Linked DNA regions of Rattus norvegicus: region 1 is linked to region 2. A link is a contact called in public HiChIP or PLAC-seq data. All regions are on one chromosome and are shown on one strand. Each heading gives the region's core, a stretch centred on a gene start, on an enhancer-like site or on the middle of the called end of the contact. The rest is flanking DNA. Distances are from core to core; before and after follow the strand shown. Region 1 overlaps LOC108349917 (a long non-coding RNA gene). Region 2 overlaps Mef2c (myocyte enhancer factor 2C).

Region 1 (4,274 bases), core at 1,140-3,639, 420 kb before region 2:
TACGACCTTTTAGTGTTTCAACAAAAAAGTCGAGGGTATGGAGTCAGAAATACTCTCCCAAAATGTTAAGGGCCGGGTTGCTGCTGTTACTTCTCTGTGCAGACTGATGGAGACCGGTGTTACAGACTTTGCTTTGTCCTCTCTCTCCTTCATGGTTTACTTTTATAAATTGGCCATACCCTTTCCCACTAGGTTGCTAGATTTGGTCCATTCTTCCTCTAGTACATTCTCCTTGTTGCTCTCAGAACTTATTTGAGGTTTGGACTGGTGGTGTTTTTCCTATTTTTCAAAGCTTTGGGATTCAGACATGAAGAGCTAAGACAGTTCTCTGGACATGCTCACAGATTCCACCTAAGATCATAAGCCGTGCTTTTGCCCTTATGGGAAAAAGAGAAAAAAATGCACAGGCTTCTGATACTAAGGGCATCCTGGACATACACCTTGTCCCCTTCCTCTTGGCCTCATTTGCCCTGAAGAATGAATATATTCATCCCTAAAGTTGCTGCTTCAAAGTGACCAGTGAGATGCTAACAGGTCAGCTGGCTGTCCTGTCGGACAGAGGGTTCATAAATCAGAGAAGGGTTGGTATGGTTGAAAGACGAAGGTAGTCCAGCCTGAGGGGAGCGCCCTGTAAATCTCTCCAGGAGCTTTTTTCCTGGTAGGGCTAAGGGTGGGGGTTGGAGTTGGGGTGGCCATGGCTTGGCTGTTATTCATGCCCTGGCCCTCCTGCAGTGGGTGCTAACTTCTTGTGCATGAGAGCTGCCTCCACCCTTCCCAAACATCGGCTGCTTGGAAAAGTCAAGCACGGCTGAGCTCTGATTTTCATTTAATAGTCAAAACCAAGATGCATTTGGACTATGATGATAGGACAGCTCCCTTGAAAAGATTATTTGAACTACAAAGGCATTCATTTAGGGCTAGCGATGTTGCAAAAGGGCCTGCTAGAAATTAGCAGCCTGTCCTGGCATTTGGAGAGCAAGAGTGACAACTTACTGGAAGTTCTCAAGAAATCATTTAGATTTCACACTCCACTAGGCAGCTGATTTGAGATTGTCTGTTAGCATAACAAAGGCTCTGAGCCTGTGAACTTCAGAAACCTTTCGACCTCTTAGCTGCTGGCATGAATAGCCCCCAGTCCTGCCTATAGAGATCTCCCAAAGCTCCCCTGTTCGTGGCTAAATTGTTAATCAGGGTAATTTAATATAGTTTTCAATATGCCTCATCTCTTATTGGGAAAGGTATTCACAGCTTCCCTACCCCTGAAAAAAAAAGTTCTTTTATTCGAGTGTGAGAGGGGCAGCTGCAGACAGACCCCCGGCTCTTACTTCACCCCCCCCCCCCCCATCCCACTCCTTCTTCCCAGCCACGGCGGCATTCTGAGTAGCAACCACATGGAAAGGCCAGAAAGAGAACTGGGTTGACATTCCCTGTGGGTGCACTCCACCCTGAACCTGAAACTCAGGGCTGTTTATGCTGGGAGACAACTAAACAAAAACCTCATGCTCAGTCATAACTAAAACCTTAGAGCGAACACACACACACACACACACACACACACACACACACACACACACACACCCTGTTCTCCACCTCCCTTGCCCCTCCCCCTTCATCCCTCAGCTCAGCTGCTCTCCTGGCCCTGACAAAATGCACCAGACCCCAAGGCCTGCTCATTTTCATTTTGTCTGAGGCAGAGGCAGCCTGCCCACTCCTTTGCACAGCTATACTCGGCCTGTCCCCTGCATCTACTCTCAGTGTAGCTCCCTTGCAGCGTCAATTCACATGCACATTAGTTAGCTGAAGAGCAGGAGCACAAATATATTCATTTTAATCCAGTTAAGACCTAAGAGGTCTCATAGGATATTATTCAATAGTTTGAAAACCAAGTATAAAACTCAGATTTCGCTACAGCGTTTCATCTGAGAGAGGCCTACAGTATGCCTTTCTTTGCTTCCCACCAGTGCATGCTCAAGAAATAAAGTGAATAATAAAACAATTACAAGCAAAGAACCAGCTGCAGGTGGAGGTTCTGTTAAAATATTGTATTGTTGACTCTGTTAATTACCATACTTCTAGTGCCCGTGTGTAAATTCAGAATGAGAATTTTATATATGAGAGGGAAAAAAATATGAAGTCTTTCTTTCTTTCTTTCTTTCTTTCTTTCTTTCTTTCTTTTTTGATTAAAAACAGAACAATATATCTCTTAATCATATAGTTAACCTTCCGTTCCCACATGAGAATTTTAGGCCATTTCTAAACTGTATTTGGGTACCCTGATGCTGTAACTGTAGTTTTCTTTGGGGTTGTCTTTGTGTGTGCTGACGCCTTGTGCCTTGAGGTCTTCTTGCCTGTGTCAGGCTATGGTAGGTGTGTTTTGCCTCTTGGCCTCCTGAAGTTCAGCCAGCATCTAGATCCCAAAGTATTTTCTTTGGTATCTTTCTAGATTAGTGTGGTTCCTGATGCAGTTAGACTTGCTTCACTCACTTGGGATCCTAATCTGCTATCACCAAAGTGCTAGAAAGCAGGGAGACAATTCTCTTTATTGCACCAGGGAAAGATTAGTCAAGTGCCCAAACAGAAAAACACATCAGACCCACTCTCAGGTGCGCAGACCCACTTGACAGCCAAGCTTCTTTCCCAAGCTCCTTTTTCTGGGTATTAAAAAATGACTATAAAAATGAGCTTCTTAACTGATGTAAACATCTTAACAGTGTCCATAGATAACAACATAATTGGACACAGTTAGATTATGAACAATCTCCAACTCTGTATTTTCCTGGGGGTTGGGGGGTCTGACAGTTTTAATTTCAGTGCTATAGAAGTTTTTACATTATAAACATTTTAATCAATAATCTATGCATTGTTCATCTTAATGCTGTGCATTTTATTTTATTCTTTAAGTAATGATTTTCATTTTCTTCTTGATGTCTTAAACTAGAATATTTTAAAATATAAATTGTTAGCTATTACAAACAAGTAGATAGGAATTGCTGATTTCTCTTCTAAAATTCCAAAGACATAAAATCATTCATTCACAAGTTCACAGAAATGTAACTTTCATGAGCTGTTTAGAGAGAAAGAACATACAGTGGCTTTAAACTCAAGAAAGGAAAAAAAAAACCACACAATTGATATTTTTCAGTGCTTTTGCTTAACCCAGCTTTCATTAGCCTTTTCCTCATTAGAATTTATGATCCATGTCCTTCTCTATACTTCCACAGCTCTGACTTCTGTTAAATTTTGTAACAGAGGTTAATGAGTACAAAGGAATAGAAGGCCTGTTTGCTTTCATCTATGATGCTCAATATTTTAAGGTTGTTTGTATTTGCATTTAAATTTTTCTGTAATTTTAAATTATTAAAATTCAGTGAAATTAATTGCATATGAGTTATCTGAAAGAGGGATAGTTTTAAAAAAAGAAATTAAACAGTGTAATTCTGCTGAATTGTAATGTTTTCCTGGGCCTGGGACATCTAATGTCCTCTCCAGCATTGCATAGTTTGGGTTTCATATTTGTGGAAGACGAAGGATTGGGGGGGGGGAGAAGGATGTGTTTTTGGAATGGTGTTTGACAAGGGGAATGAACGCAGACACCAGAACAATTATATTACAATCCCATTGGGAATGCCAGCACCAAATTTAGCCAGACTGATGGGGCACTGTCTAGACGGTCCCTTTTGTGTATCAGCTGCTTTCTCCCTGCTTTATTGCGTTGCCTCAATGTGTGAGTTGAACGTACATATGGATCCCAAGCCTAGCCATTCGTGCTATTAAACCTGCTGTCATTTGGCTAACACTCAAGGGCTATGTGTTCCTATTGCATTCCCTTTACAGTATTTGTAATTAAAATGCAGCTTCCACATTAGTGGCGTAACAAAGGCCATGCAACAATGTAGAAGGCGCCTAGACTGTTTCTTTATATGAAAATATTAACTAGGTAAACATTTTTGTCTTCCCAAACATGTCCGCCTCTTTTCCACTGAAAGGAAAGAAAGCCAGAACAATAAGAAATAAAACAATGAGTGGAATGAGCCAGAGTACATATAAATTACCACCTTTCCTTTTGAAAAGGGCAAAGGAGAAAAAGAATGTGTATTAAATGTTTACAGTGTAATTAACTGCAGTGTGTGTGTGTGTGTGTGTGTGTGTGTGTGTGTGCGAGTGCGTGTGTATAGAAGGTTACCCCCACTTTATTTGGTAAATCAAGTGGAGCCCAGCAATCAGGGATCATATGGAGTCTCATAAATAGATTCCCAAACTCTTCTTAATATACA
Region 2 (4,632 bases), core at 1,769-4,268:
CTGACACACCAGCTGTTCAACAGTCCTATACTGCTGACAATCAATATTGTTATGGGTCAGTTAAAATCATGAAGGGGGACACCAAGTAACTATCCTTTAACTGTTTCCTTCCTCTCCAGCACCCAGTCTTTTCACATTGTTCTCAGGAACTCTGTAACTTAGCCATCAAGTAAAGCACATTGGTTGTTCCTAGGGCCCCGGCTTGCAGGACTTATGCTCCAACACAGCTTCTTACTCTGGGCATATTTCTAAGAAACATCAAATTCAAGGCTGAAAATGAACTATGTGAATTTAGAATATGGGCAAGTTAGCATACGAACTTACAGATTCCAAGATATGTGGTGAAATGGAGAGATCTGAAAGGGGCCCTGCTTTTGATAAAATGAAAAGAAAAAAGAAAACAACAAAACAAAACAAATAGTTGGAAAGAAACCAATCAGTATATACAATGGATGTCAGTTGACCCGATAGTTTGCTGACGTTTTAAAAACAATTCAGGATGTTACAATGTAGTATGTTCTAACCCCACAGCTTATCCTTTTGACAGCTGACCTCAAACTTATAAAATGTATGCAGAGTAAAAGAAATCAGAAAGAAAATAGTTACTCAAATGTGCAACTGCACAGATATACCCCCCTCCCGCTATTAAGAAAACAAAACTTCTGCCATTACCATAATATTATATATATTAGAAAGCTATACACAAGCATGTTAATTTCACAGATTTTTAAAAGATTCTTAATATTTTATATAATTAGAAATACACATTTCAAAAACAAAACTTCTACAAAGAGAAAACAGTTATGTTGGTTAGCAAAGCATGGAGTTCCTCATGGCTTAGGGTAGTGCTTTCTATACAAAAAGTCCTTGGTGGGGTTTACAGGACTGTTTAAAATAGTAGCGAAGCTATTGAGGGGAAAAACACATTTTGGCTTAAGTAAACTACAAAAAGCCACAAATGCTTTGCAAACTCTTTCTTACCTTTTATATGAAAATAAGCAAAATGTAATGTACATATTTTTATATTTTTATTTAATAAGAGATGCAGACCCAGATTTATTTATTTAATTAAATACGTTAGCTCTCAAACACCACACTTTTTTTTCCTTTTCTTTTAAAGTGGGTATGGTCCTCTTTGAATGGTTTCTGATCCTTTTGCATGAGTGCCATACGCCAATGATATATGCCTGCAGGTTTGTGAGCGTGCTCAGATGTTAGGTGACCGGCATGTTCCTAACATTAACCAGTGGCCACCCCTTGCCGGGTCTGTCCGAACGTCTATACATTTTTCTATATGTTGCATAACAGCTGCTCTCTCTTTCAGTAAAGATCTGCCGCTTTTGGCAAATGTTTCCTTTTGTCTATTTACATGTAAATAACGTTGAACCTGCAACATGACACTATCTATTGTAACATACATTTTGCAAAGGGTCACAACAGTGAAAAGAAGTTAGCCTTAAAATCTATTTTGTACAAGTGTTCTGTTGTACAACTCAAGTGCTAAGCGTATCTCAGCATTTCTGTTTATCTTTATACTGTATCACTGAGGCAATTTAAAAGTACTTTTACAAAACAGAGTACCTGACTTTTTTTTCCACACACGGCACATATAATGCATATCGACCCCCCTTCCCCATTAAGGTATAGCACACACACACACTGCAAGAAAAAAAAACTATTAAGTAATAATGTGATCATGTTGCCCATCCTTCAGAGAGCCGCATGCGCTTGACTGAGGGACTTTCCCTTTCGTCCGGCGAAGGTCTGGTGAGTCCAATGGGGGAGTGGAATTCGTTCCGGTGATCCTCCCGGTCGCTCCCATCGTAGGAACTGCTACAGCTGCTCAGGCTGTCAACAGGAGATCTCCCCGCCTCGTGGCGCGTGTGTTGTGGGTATCTCGATGGGGTGGTGGTACGGTCTCTAGGAGGAGAAACAGGTTCTGACTTGATGTTGAGGCTTTGAGTAGAAGGCAGGGAGAGATTTGAACTCTGAGATAAATGAGTGCTAGTGCAAGCTCTGTAGGAGGAAAGGAAACCCAGTTACAGATGGAGGAGGCCTGCAGGCCCCAGGAACTCACATTACAAACATAGCAGCTTAAAAGACTTGCATAGACTCTAGTGCGTGCCCACAATGAGAGTGCAGCTAGGCACTGCGGGGCGGCACCGCCTAGAGCCACGGAGAATGCTCCTGCCTGGGGGTAAATACACCACTTAACTGGCCCAGGCCTCGGGGATCATCTCCAGCTTCTAAAATACTCTGTAACTGTATAGATTACCCTTTCATAAAGGATTAAGACACGGTACAAAAGGTACAAAAGTCATTCTGCGTTCATGGAATTTCCCCCTATACTAGTTCCGTTCTTTTCTGAACCTTGGGAGACAGTGTTTGACTTTGAATGGCACTCTCTTGGTTTATCAGTGTCTGTGTATTTGAGATTATTTTTAAAAAACCCATTATTGATAAGAATTTCTCTCTAACTGATATGCCCATATAACTGGAGATATATATTACTAAGGGAAAACGAACAGTAAGAATCTCAAATGAACAGCACACATCAAACGCCGTATAATTATATATAACTGATGTCAGGCTTGGGGGGGGGGAAGGAGGGAGAAAGACTGAATATTATATGCAGAAAATTTAAAAACTGTTTCAAAAATCATCTCCCTAAAACTGATACCTAACTGGACTTTATCATTTGCAGCTGTCTAGAATGAAAATCCTGTCTGTAGTTCCCAATTCCTTTAATCTTAACAGGGCTAAGCAGCAGTGACGATGGTTGCTTAAGGTAACGCTTGTCTTACTTATAATAATGTTAACGGCGAATCTGTTGTTTGTGAAGGAAAGCATGTGGAGAAGAAGGAGGAGTGAGCCATCACTATGGCTCTAATCATCACTGATTTGCAGACAGTGCATTCTGGGAGACTCTGGACAACAGTTAGCCTCAGAGAAAAGCTTTAAGTCTTAAGTGTGGACTGGGGATTGATGACTGAGCAGGCCGAACCGTGCTCACTCTGCTGGCATCAGCATTACGATTTTTGTTTGTTTCTCTGTTTTGCTTTGTTCTTGCTTCATGACATGCACATCCAGAGTCAATCTGATCCAGCTACACCATCAAGAAGGTACTGCAGTCTCTTTAATTGCGGGATACTCGCGGAAAATAATTATATGTACAGAGACACCGGTTTTAAACAAAAGGAAGCAAGCCTACCTATTAATGCATGCAAGTATGCTGCTCCCTGACGGAGAGAACTACGTGTGGGCTAGTGTCTTTCTGAACAGTGAGTGCATTTCAGAGACTGCAGTGGGATAACGTGGGGCTGGCCTTTGGGGGATGTGACACAGGGTTAAGATGTACAGAGATAGAAAATTAGTCAGAAACGAATTTATCTTTGAGTAATGTTTTATACAAAAGCACCACCTACTGGCAAGGGATGACTTTCCCCTTCTTATTAGTAAATGAGCTAACATGGAGGACATTATCAAGGGGGCTCTTTGCTGCTTTAATGAGCCCTTCTGGTTTAGGCAGTCTGCACATTCAGATACAGATGCCAATCCCAGTGCACACAGTTTTCAATCTCTGTCTATCCGTGGAACTACTTATCTGAAGCTTATTATTTTAGTCTATATTAGTTCTCTGATTTTCTAAGACTTTTAATTAAATTGTCTTTAAATCAAAGCCGTATTAAGGTGGGAGACAGGAAAACACCTGTATTTCAAAGGCTCCATAATAGTGGACTATTTTATACTGGTTCAAAGTTACTTCACAATTCATTTTGATGTTTGAGGAAATCATCTTTTGACTTCTGGAAGAGTTTTCCTGCTCTGGGTAAGAAAAGCCATTTCACTAACATTTAACTAAATGCTTCTGCCGTGGATCACACCAGCGCTTAATAATGAATGCCAATAAGGAGCTTCGAAGTGACACAGCTTATCAATAAATACTTTTCTTCACTCTGGGACATTCAGCTTACACTCCTCTAAACACAACAGAGTGGGAACCTCCTAAAAATTCAGTGAGTTGGGTTCCATAGGTAACTCGTCTATATAAATTAAGTTGAAAGTAATAAGAATGAGATGATGTGTCTTTGATGTCATCACAACCTCTCCTTTGTCCCCGTTCCCAATATCAGTGGCCACGCAGAAGTTTCACAGTGTCTTGCTCCCCACAAAAAAAGGAGTGTCTATTTGTTGGTAATTCTTTACCATGACTGAACACCTTCTCTGGTGGCGGGATTTCATTTACACTTTAACACAGACTTATTCTGAGCTGGGTAGCTAGTGGAACTAAGTCTGCAGCCCAGAGCTCTACATGGTGTCTTCATCTCAAATTCACTTCACTGTGGCACGGACTGCAACAGATTGGCCATCTCTGCTACCGGAGCTACTTTCTTGCCAAGAGTAGGCAGCATTAATATCACTTAACTGTAATACGGTAGCTTGTTCTCGTGAACGAAATACAGCCACAGATAATTGTGAGACTTGAGACTACAGGTGCGAGTGAGAATGAGGTAGGGGGAGGGCGGTCCAGGCACGTCGGTACCTTGTCACGTCCTCTGAGGTACTTCTGACCCCGCTATGTAGCGTTTTAATCTGAGAGAGCTACCCTTCCTTCAGATTGCTCAGAGATAA

Evidence for each region. HiChIP or PLAC-seq counts read pairs in DNA pulled down with a chosen protein or histone mark.
Region 1: a contact with region 2 is called in an H3K27ac HiChIP or PLAC-seq map of oligodendrocytes, with 4 times the contacts expected there. The contact joins two enhancer-like sites. A contact is called at or near these places in 1 of 12 Hi-C or Micro-C datasets (frontal cortex) and 1 of 1 datasets of contacts at active chromatin or transcription factors (oligodendrocytes).

The regions. Positions count from the first base shown.
Region 1 is chr2:16,279,861-16,284,134 of GRCr8, reverse strand. All of the region lies in intron 1 of LOC108349917 (a long non-coding RNA gene), which reads left to right. Among named protein-coding and RNA genes, the nearest start is that of Tmem161b, 170 kb to the left of the region's middle. Within about 2 kb of position 2,389, at least 28 of the 93 cell types and tissues checked have an H3K27ac peak or open chromatin away from gene starts, as enhancers often do.
Region 2 is chr2:15,864,222-15,868,853 of GRCr8, reverse strand. Mef2c (myocyte enhancer factor 2C) reads right to left here. Exons shown (of 11, transcript NM_001399397.1): 11 at 1-2,016. The coding sequence ends at 1,695. The region is part of intron 1 of LOC103691412 (a long non-coding RNA gene); the gene reads left to right. Among named protein-coding and RNA genes, the nearest start is that of Mir9-2hg, 55 kb to the left of the region's middle. Within about 2 kb of position 3,018, at least 14 of the 93 cell types and tissues checked have an H3K27ac peak or open chromatin away from gene starts, as enhancers often do.